2 separate regions of the Sus scrofa genome follow, and region 1 is linked to region 2. Evidence: chromatin contacts called from public Hi-C data. All regions are on one chromosome and are shown on one strand. Each heading gives the region's core, a stretch centred on a gene start, on an enhancer-like site or on the middle of the called end of the contact. The rest is flanking DNA. Distances are from core to core; before and after follow the strand shown.

What was found. Hi-C and Micro-C count contacts between places; a contact is called where the count stands out from the background.
Region 1: a contact with region 2 is called in a Hi-C map of liver, with 5 times the contacts expected there. The contact joins the promoter of LOC102159768 here to the promoter of ZNF260 in region 2. A contact is called at or near these places in 3 of 47 Hi-C or Micro-C datasets (heart right ventricle, liver and skeletal muscle).

The regions. Positions count from the first base shown.
Region 1 is chr6:46,077,275-46,082,614 of Sscrofa11.1, forward strand. LOC102159768 (zinc finger protein 568-like) reads right to left here and starts at 2,068. Exons shown (of 6, transcript XM_021097156.1): 1 at 1,536-2,068; 2 at 648-700. The coding sequence starts at 656.
Region 2 is chr6:45,855,790-45,860,998 of Sscrofa11.1, forward strand. It overlaps ZNF260 (zinc finger protein 260), which reads left to right and starts at 2,285. Exons shown (of 5, transcript XR_002345315.1): 1 at 2,285-3,744.

The DNA.
Region 1 (5,340 bases), core at 818-3,317, 220 kb after region 2:
CCTATTCTGAAAATAAAATTACATACCCACACACATGTGCAGAGAAAATACCCTTTTTTTTTAGAGCTGCACCCACGGCATATGGCGGTTCCCAGGCTAGGGGTTGAAATGGAGCTGCAACTGTCAGCCTACACCTTAGGCACAGCAACTCAGGATCGGAGCCACATCTGCGACCTACACCACAGCTCACAAGGCAATGCTGGATCCTTAACCCACTGAGCAAGGCCAGGGATCGAACCTGCGTCCTCATGGATACTAAGTCAGATTCAGTTCTGTGGAGCCACAACAGGAACTCCTCAAGAAAATAATTTTAAACATTAATAGTGATTATCTCTAGATGGTGGGACCATGGGTGATAAACTTTATTTCCCTGCCATATCACTCAGACACATTCTATCAAGATTGTTCTAGCAGTAAACAAAATCCAGGGAAATGGAACTTCCAATCAGATATGACAAGGTATGCAAAGCAGCCTAGATTTAGGTTCCTGGCTGGTGTAGGAAAACACTTCCAAAAATGTAGTTTCCTCCTCTCTTCCCCTTCCTCCAAATCACTGCTGTAAATCTTCTAGATAGACTCCTATAACAAGATACTGTCCTGAAAACCAGCAAGAACTTTCCAAAAAGAAAATGGCAAATACAACTTACCTCAGCCATGACTTCTGATGCACAGCGGCTCTTCTCTCCTCCTCTTCCGGATTCTTAGAGAAGGAAAAAGTGGGAAAAGGTTAAGAAACTATGAAACAACAGTTCCTTCCTGGAGCCCAGAGGAGGCCAAGTCTAAAAGCCTGCAACTCCACCACTCCCTTCCTCATGAAAAAGAAGAGCAGGGGGTCTTAGGGGTACAGGTGGGAGTCCTGGGCCAGACTCCCGGACTGCAGCCTCCTTCCTCCCTAAGGGCAGGACTTCGGGTTCTTTTAGGCCAGTATCTTACACCAAGCCCAGATCTGTGGCTCCAAGACACATTCTAATTGGTTCCACCTATCAGAGTCCCACATTCCTGTTTTGTAGGCCTCCCGGGGCCTGGATCCTAGGTGACCACAGGGGTCAAGGTGATCAAAGAACAGAGAAATAGAAATAGGAGGGGCTCCCTGCCCAAAGCTCTAGAAACCCCCGGACAAACACCATAAACAACCCCAGGAGAAAGCCATTCAGCACGATGGAGAGTGGGCGGCTGCAGCTGTGCAGCTCTTGGGATGGAGATTGCAATGAGATCAATCTGGGCTTGAGGTAGAAGCTCCAAACATTCGCTAGCGGACCCCACTCGGCGCCGACCAAAAACGTACAAAGAAGGCGCCATTCCCAGTTCTACCCCCAAAGGCAGAGTTGGCGAAGTGGCCACAATGGGGGCACGCGCGCACACCCACTCTCTCCAGCTAAGGTATCCACCGCGGGAGACACACACACACGAACACATACATAGTACTACTTAGATAAGGTACCCCACCCTCTCTGCACGCCGCTCAGACAAGCCCGACAGTCAACCACGCTTAACAAACTCCTGGCAGACCCCAGCCCTGTCCCGGGAATCCTCACCGTCCACTTCTCTGGGCTCCTCTCTCTCCAGTCTGGTTGAATCCTCCCCAAACCAGTGAGCGAGGTCGCCTGGAATGTCCCGATCCTTAGCGTCCGAACTCCCGCCAACTCACCACCAGCCAGCCACTTTCAGCCAAAAGCTGCTTACACCGCGGAGCCCTCGGGGAAATGTAGTCCAGAGGAGGAAAACTACTGGAGCCTGGGCGGCCCGCACAACAGTCTTCTCCGCCCAGAATCGCGTAGCGTTCCCAGCCTTTAGCGAAACGCAGTCCAGACCGCCCAGCTACGCTGGAACACCGTCGAAGACCTGGGCGAACCGACAGGGCGGGGTAGCATAGGTGGCCGCCGAAGAGTAAGAAAGGGCCGTGGACCGTGGAGATTTCTGGGAAATGTAACCGACAGTCGGGAAAAGTGGGTGCTCGCGTTCCGGCGGAAAATTCATTCCCAGATCCCACGCAGTCCTCGGTCAGGAACGCCGTAAAGCCGTAGCCCCAGGTCTCCGCTTTTCAGCAAGATTGGGGCGGAGTCTCAGAGACGCCCGGTAGGGGCTGGGCCGGCCCACCCTGAGGGCTTCTGGGAAATGTAGTCCCAGACTAGCGGGCTGGGGACGTGGCCGGGGAGAGTTTAGACGGAGGGGAGTCTGGGAAGGGCCTGAGGAGGTTCAAGGACAACGACCCTGAGTGCGGAATAGGATGCCAATACTAAACTATATACCGTGCAATACGGTTTTCAAACATTTATAAGTATGTTAATACAGGTAAAAAACACAGGTAAAAAGATCTCTAGAAAGTCACACTAATATTTTTTAACAGTACTTTCTAGTGAGTTTTTTCTTACTTTAAGAGCGTTCCCTTATATTTTGGCCATTGTCATGTCCTTATTATAAAACATTACTTACCAAATTTTATTAAATATAAAATGAATAAGTATTGTGGACACAAATAATCAGTAAACAAACTACAATAAGGAATAAAAGAGTTTTATTCCACCTGCGCAGGAGTACTAGAGTGGAGACGGGGGATGTGGATCTAGCCTCTCCCTAGCTGTGAGAAACTGCTCCAGAGAAGCATGGCTTTTAGCACAGTTTTATATCTTGTTAGAACAAAGAACATACATCAAATATGACATGGGAACATTCCTTCAAGATTTCAAAAGAGACAGATTAGCATGTACACAGCAAGTCAGTATAGCCTTGGTGTCTGGGAAGGGAAACTTTTTTTTTTTTGTCTTTTTTTGCTATTTCTTTGGGCCGCTCCCACGGCATATGGAGGTTCCCAGGCTAGGGGTCGAATCGGAGCTATAGCCACTGGCCGACGCCAGAGCCACAGCAACGTGGGATCAGAGCCGAGTCTGCAACCTACACCACAGCTCACGGCAACGCCAGATCGTTAACCCACTGAGCAAGGGCAGGGACCGAACCCGCAACCTCATTGTTCCTAGTCGGATTCGTTAACCACTGCGCCACTGGGAACTCCTGGGAAGGGAATCTTATCTTTGAAGAAGCACTGGCATGGGCTTATAGGAAGGAAGACATTTATCCCTATTTTCAAAGTGGACATTCTTTACTTGTGGATCGTGCATTTTTTTCTTTAATGGTTAAAGAAGGTGTATAATGTATAATAAACAGGATACAAGGCTGTTCTCACAATATAAAGTTCAGGCCAAATTATGTACAAGCCAGTATGACTTTCCCACACCTCAATATATGAAAACTGCTTACATCAGTATTGATTCTGAAATTGATGAACTATAGAAAACAAAAAAGTGGGCCAGATTTTTTGAAATTCAATTTGGTTCTAAAAGATAAATGGGAGTTCCCGTCATGGTGCAGCAGAAATGAATCTGACTAGGAAACACGAGGTTGCGGGTTCAATCCCTGGCCTCGCTCCCTTGCTGTGACCTTTGGTGTAGGTCGCAGATGCAGCTCAGATCTGGCGTTGCTGTGTCTCTGGCATAGGCTGGTGGCAACAGCTCCAATTAGACCCTTAGCCTGGGAACCTCCATATGCCGAGGGTGCGGCCCTAAAAAAGACAAAAGACAAAAAAAAAAAAAGAAAAAAAGATAAATGAAATACAATAAGCAATAACAAAACATTAACTCAAAACAAAAGCATTAGAAATGTGAAAAGTTAAACCATACACATTATGTTTAAAACAATTTTGAGGCTTTGTGCAACTTCATAACCATAGTAGAAGTAACTGTAATTTTCTAATAAAATTCAAATTACTGATTTCTACTAAGAAGTAGAAAACTTGGGAGTTCCCGTGTGGCTCAGCTGGTTAAGTATCCCATGTGGTCATAGCTGGGGTCCCCGCTATGGTGCATGTTCCATCCCTGGGTTAAGAATTTCCACATGCCTTGACTGTGTGAAAAAAAAAAAAAAAAAAAAAGGAGCAGAACACCTAAACAGAACAGTAACTGTAATGAAATTCAAATGTCTTAAAACATGTTCTATTAAAAAGGTACTAGATGCAGAGTTCCCGTTGTGGCTCAGTGTAACGAATCCAACTAGGAACCATGAGGTTTTGGGTTCGATCCCTGGCATTACTCAGTGGGGTTAAGGATCTGGCGTTGCTGTGAGCTGTGGTATAGGTTGCAGATGCTGCTCGGATCCTGCGTTGCTGTGGCTCTGGCATAGGCGGGCAGCTACAGTCCAGTTAGACCCCTAGCCTGGAAACCTCCATATGTAGGTGCAGCCCTAGGAAAGGCAAAAAAGACAAAAAAAAAAAAAAAAAAAAAAAAAGTTACTAGATGGTTATAACTGAGTTTTAGTGTTTTTTTTGTTTTTGTATATGTGTGTGTGGGGGGGTTGTTTTTTTTTTTTTTTTTTTTTTGCCACAGCCATGGCATTCAGAAGTTCCCAGGCCAGGAATCAAACCTGCAGTGACCCAAGCCGACGCATTGACAATGCTGGAGCCTTAACCCATTGAGCTACACAGGAACTCCTAGTTTTAGCTAATTTTTGAACTAAATGTTTAGTTGATTCAGATTCTAGGAAAAGAAGGAATTTTCTGTAATTAACTTTAGTATAAAAATTGATAATGACAGACCAAAAGAAAAGTACTAATCAGTTTCATTTGCATTAAAAGCTAAAAAGAGACATAAATTTTTTTAGGAGTTTACTTGAGTATACATCAGTTTGAATCAGACAGCATCAAGATGAAAGTAAATAAGAACACGCAACAAATGGGAGCTGGTGGAGAGATTTTCATAGAGAAGTCTCCAAAACAAAGCAAGGAAATTACTTGACTGGCTATAGCTTAAGCAGTCGCCTTATCGGGTAAAGCTCAGTTAGCTGTTTGTGATTGGTTGTTCATGATGTTTATTTTCTCTGATTTTAGTGAACTGACCTTGCTTGATTAGGTTTTGGTTTCCTTCTACAGGCTACCAAGGCATTAAATCCACCTCAATCTAATAGCCTGCTCCTTTAATTAACATGTGATAATAGATATGAAAGTTCCAAATCAAAGGTTGATTTCAATGTAGTATAAATGTGTACAAAGAATTATGCCAAAAGATTTCCTAATGTTAGAAGAACAACAAGGGAGTTCCCATCGTGCATAGTGGAAAGGAATCCAACTAGTATCCATGAGGATGTGGGTTTGATCCCTGGTCCCGCTCAGAGGGTTAAGGATTCAGTGTTGCTGTGAACTGTGGTATAGGCTGGTGGCTGCAGCGCAATTCAACACTTAGCCTGGGAACTTCCATATGCCACAGTTAGGCCCTAAAAAAGAAAAAGAGGAGTTCCCGTCATGGCTCAGTGGTTAACGAATCTGACTGGGAACCATGAGGTTGTGGGTTCGAT
Region 2 (5,209 bases), core at 1,035-3,534:
CAAAATGTCTCCCAAACCTTGAATTTATGAACAAAAGGGGGTAAATGTAAAACAAAGAATGTTGCCCACCATTCAGTTCTACAAGAATCAAGTCATTAGCCACTAAAGTCACTGATGTACAATACACCCTGAAAGGAATTCAGAATGAGTCACTCTGTGCTCTGTAAAAATGGACCTTTAGATAATTAGGACTATTTCAGGTGAATTTTTTAATGAACTTGGATTCTTGCATCTTCCCATACTTAGAAAAGCACTAAAATCATTAATTGAGATATCTGTTCCTTGTAACTAGCAGTAACCTTCTACCGAGATATATCCTTAATTGCACATACCCCTTCATCTCTTCAGAGCAGTTTCTCAGAGCTATCTTGGAGGTTGTCTTCTGGGCTACAGTCCCCAGTTAAGTCCCCAAATAAAACTGAAACTCACAGCTCTCACACTGTGCATTTTTATCTCAATCAACATCATGATGAAGACAATTACATGCTACAAGACTCATGCATCTATGAGTACATTTTTTTTTTTTTGGTTACTAAATAACATATACAATATATACCATTTAAAGTCCTCTATTTTCATTTAATATAATACTGTAAATTCTCTTCTTTTCCTCATAAATACATTTATAAGATGGTTGCTCCATATGCAACACAATATCCACAGGAAGGAAGAGAAAGGAAGTCAAAAGCATACATGCCCACTGAGCCTGTCCCACACCCCTCTTTAAAGAACTGTTTAAGAAACCCAATCTAACAGCTTTTGTTTACATCTATAAGATAAGATAAAACGTGGAGGGGTTTTTTTGTTTGTTTGTTTTTTCCTATTCGTTTCTCTTTAAGCTGGGCACAGTGCCCCTTCAAACAAAATCAGGATTTTTTTTTTTTTTTGGTCTTTTTAGGGCTGCACCCGCGGCATATAGAGGTTACCAGGCTAGGGGTCAAATCAGAGCTATAGCTGTCGGCCTACACCACAGCCACAGCAATACCAGATTGAAGCCGCCTCTGTGAACTACACCACAGCTCAAGGCAGCACTGAATCCTTAACTCACTGACTGAGGCCAGGGATAGAACCTGCGTCCTCATGGAACCACAACAGGAACTCCAAAATCAGGATGTTTGTAGCAATACAGACTGGATACTGCGTTAGTCACACATACAATAAAACAACACTAATGTTAAAAATATTCTCAAATAGGAGTTCCCGTCGTGGCACAGTGGTTAACGAATCCGACTAGGAACCATGAGGTTGCGGGTTCGGCCCCTGCCCTTGCTCAGTGGGTTAACGACCCGGCGTTGCCGTGAGCTGTGGTGTAGGTTGCAGACGCGGCTCGGATCCCGCGTTGCTGTGGCTCTGGCGTAGGCTGGTGGCTACAGCTCCGACTGGACCCCTAGCCTGGGAACCTCCATATGCCGCGGGAGCGGCCCAAGAAATAGCAACAACAACAACAACAACAAAAAGACAAAAGACAAAAAAATAATAATAATAATAAAATATTCTCAAATAACTCAATTATGTGAGAAGTTATAATAACATCACTTAAATGAAAACATAAAAAATATATATGTATCTATATATCTTCATATGTGTACACGTGTAAAAACAAAATAGCACACAAGATAAACTGTTTGCCATATTAATTTTAAAAATTAGGAAGTTCAAGGAAGACGTTTCCAAAGAGAAATACTAGGTTCCAGGTTAATGACGGGTCTTTGTTATGCGTTTGCCAAGAAAAAAAAAATCACTTCCTGAAAAAAACAAAGCGAAAATATCGTCACCTTTAAAAAGACTTTTAGATGTCACAACTAATATTTTCTCCTCCTCTGAGATTTCTCTTGGAAGAGGACTATGTTAGCTAGACAGCAGTAAGTAAAAAATGGGGTTAAACCAAAGTGTGCTTGGTTTTGCAGAAACCGTTAAATTGCATAAAGTTCCAAACACCACATGTTTCAAAAAATTAGTGGGAACAAACAACCAAAACACATGTTTGCTTACAGATTTTGGCAACCTAGAGTAACCTTTGCCTCTTTAATATGCCTGCCTTTTCGAGACTATGCATTGCCCCTCACCCCCACCCCGGGTTTAAAACTTCTCCCTCCAGCTCTGGAGAAACAGTGCTTTGAGAGCTATCTCCCTGTCTCCTTACTTGTCACAAGTAATACATGCTTCTGCTTTAATCGAAAGCACGTGGTGTGTTTATTGGCTCCGCACTACAAGGGACAGACCCAATGAGCCGCTAATAGACCGAGATGGGCAAGAACAACTTTTTTTTTTTTTTTTTAGGGCACACCCGCGGCATATGGAGGTTTCTAGGCTAGGGGTCCAATCGGAGCTACAGCTGCCAGCCTACGACCCACATCACAGCTCACCGCAACGCCGGATCCTTAACCCACTGAGCGAGGCCAGGGATCAACAGCAACCTCATGGTTCCTAGTCGGATTCGTTTCTGTTGCGCCACGAAGGGAACTCCCGAACCTTTCTTGGGGTCCAAATGATAAAGTCACCTTACTCCCTTGCCCTCCCGCCCCCAAAAGAGGAAGGCTAACAGAGAAGATCTAGGCTTCCACTTTAACCTCAATATCATATTCAAGGTCTTTACTGCTAAGGGGAAGAGCCATCCCGTTTCTCACATATGACTATACGTGACACACAGTGCCGACCCTCAAATTTACGCATCCAGTGCTGCACAGTCACATATCTACCGCTAGACACAAAGGTAACAACCTCAGTCATAAATTCTTCCCTCCGCACAGTGCCACACAGTTTCCGTTGGGACGCAGTCACAGAAGCACAATCACAAAACTCCCTATGCCTGCACACAAAGAGGAACACATGGTCATTTAGAAAAAATTCACACACCTACCACAGGGACACACAGTATCACACCACGGCGACTCGCTACGTAAAACTCCTCACATACATAAACACGGTATCACACACAGTCACAAAAAAAAGACACATCACTGAAGCACAGAGTCACACACAACTTCATAACCGACACTCCCCTCCCCAAACCCGCCCATTCCGCCTGAACAGACTTAAAACAAGTCTTGATCCCGGTTCCGCGAGACAGACGTTTCACCTCCAATCTCCCGCGCAGGGCATCAGCGGCCGGGCTCAACCACTCGAGACTAAGGCCCGGCTGCCGAAGAGCTCCGCTCAGAGCCGCCGCCGGAGACCGCGGCGCCCTCTGGGAAATGTAGTTGAGCGCCGCACTCGCGAGGGACAAGATGGCGCCGGGGGTGAACCCGGCCAAAGAGATCCGCCCACCACTCCATTCTTCACCCCTGCTCGCCCCCAACCTCAAACGCGCCCTGGAGCTTGGCGCTCCTGGCATACCCTGGCACTGTGGCTTCTAGTGGGAATCACCCCAGCGTGCTTAAAGTGAGCTTATTGTATATAACCCGAGGCATATCACTGCCCTCTCCCAGAAGTAGACCTAACACAGGTAGAATGTTATTTACCTAAGTCCTGAGGCTCAGCCTAGAGACACTTGTCCCCCGACAAGGGAGACAGTGCCAAAGCTATGGTGGAGTTGAGAAAGCGCGAAAGACGATTGGAATCACTGAAACTTCTGGGAAATGTAGTCCACAGTCACCAAAGTGGGCGACCGACCAACATCATCGGACTCCGCAGGGTAGTGAGCCGGGGCTTGTTGAAGCCCAGGAGACCTCTGGGAGTGCTACCCAGCCCAAGGAGTGCGCAGGCGCAAGCTTTCTGGCTCGCCATCGTCGTCTTTGTCTGCTGGTGAGTTTGTTTTTGGTTCTGCGGCGGTCAGATCTGGGTGCGGGATCTAGGTTTCTGGGCTTACAATCCAGTCAGCGGGAGTTTATAGGAGAGGTTTCGCGGAGCCTACGACTGGGCTGGGAAAATTGAACGGGAAGAATCGCCTTCTGTGACGTGCATTGTTCAAAGCTCATGTGGATGGGGGCAGGGGTACAGAAGGAAACTGGGGCGGGTTCGCGTGTGGGCGACCAAGGGTGTGACAGTTGTAGAGTTGCAACTTGTGTAGTTCCAAGTTAGTGGGTGGCATTGTGAGCTTAGTGGGGTAGTATCATCTAAACCTCACTTTCTAAAAATAATGGTAATAAGGATGCATCTTTCTGGAGCATCTGTTTCTATGAAAGGTGAGAAAGGGAGAAAGCTAAACAATTGTGCGGATAAGTAATTTTTAAAGCGATTTTTATATAAAAGACTCATTGTGGAGTAGAAAACAATATCATCATTTTAAAAAAATCTAAGGGGAAAGATTTCCGGAAAACTTATTAATGGATGTCTAAACTACACCTAGGTATTGACTTTTCTTAATTTTTTGGAGGCATTTTGGTGAGGCTGCATTGAGAATTCCTGGACTAAGGAATAGCTTTAGGCGAGGTAGTTTGTACTAGTGCAGACAGCACAGAATTGGGAAGCAAGTTGTCCAGTCTTTGGTGGAGAAATCAAGTAACCGACTTAAGACTCCCTAGTTTGTCAAGAATCATGGCAGTCACACTAATTGGACCAGGCTTTCCCCAAACCAAATAGCCTTTTGTAAATGTAGTGAAACGAATTTTTATTTTCCCTATCTACAATTTCTTTCGGTATAACACAAAATAGTTTTCAATAAAGTGAAAAAGTATCAGTATAAAAATTCATGTATAGACATAATAGCTTTGATAAATACTGAAAGTAATCAGTAAGAGTTATCAAGAAGACTACTTTATTTGCATAGCAACAAATCAGATAAAACACCTAGGGATAAAGAGCAAATGTGTAAAACTTATATGAAGATTATTTTTAAATGTTAATGAAGGAGCTAAAAGACAAGCGAATGGAAATATATGTCATATGTTAGATTTTAAAAGCCTGCAATGTATTTTGCTACATGAAGAAAGTAAAGTGTTTGGTGTAATACACTATTTTTTTTTAGTAAGTGGGGATAAAAATGTATATTTGTAACTGCATGAAGAAACTTCTGAAGTTTACAGAGAAAATAAAAACAGTTGTGGGGGGCTGCAGCAGCTAGGGCAGGGATAAGAATCACATTTTAGGGTGTTTTTGGCTGCATCTGGGGCAGCCATGGAAGTTCCTGGGTCAGGGGTTGAACCAATGCCACAGTAGCAACTCAACCTACTTCAGTGATAATGCCAGATCCTTAACCCGCTGCACCACAGGAGAACTCCAAGAACCGCATTTTTGCTTCCCTGTTTTGTACATTTCCATTTTTAACTGG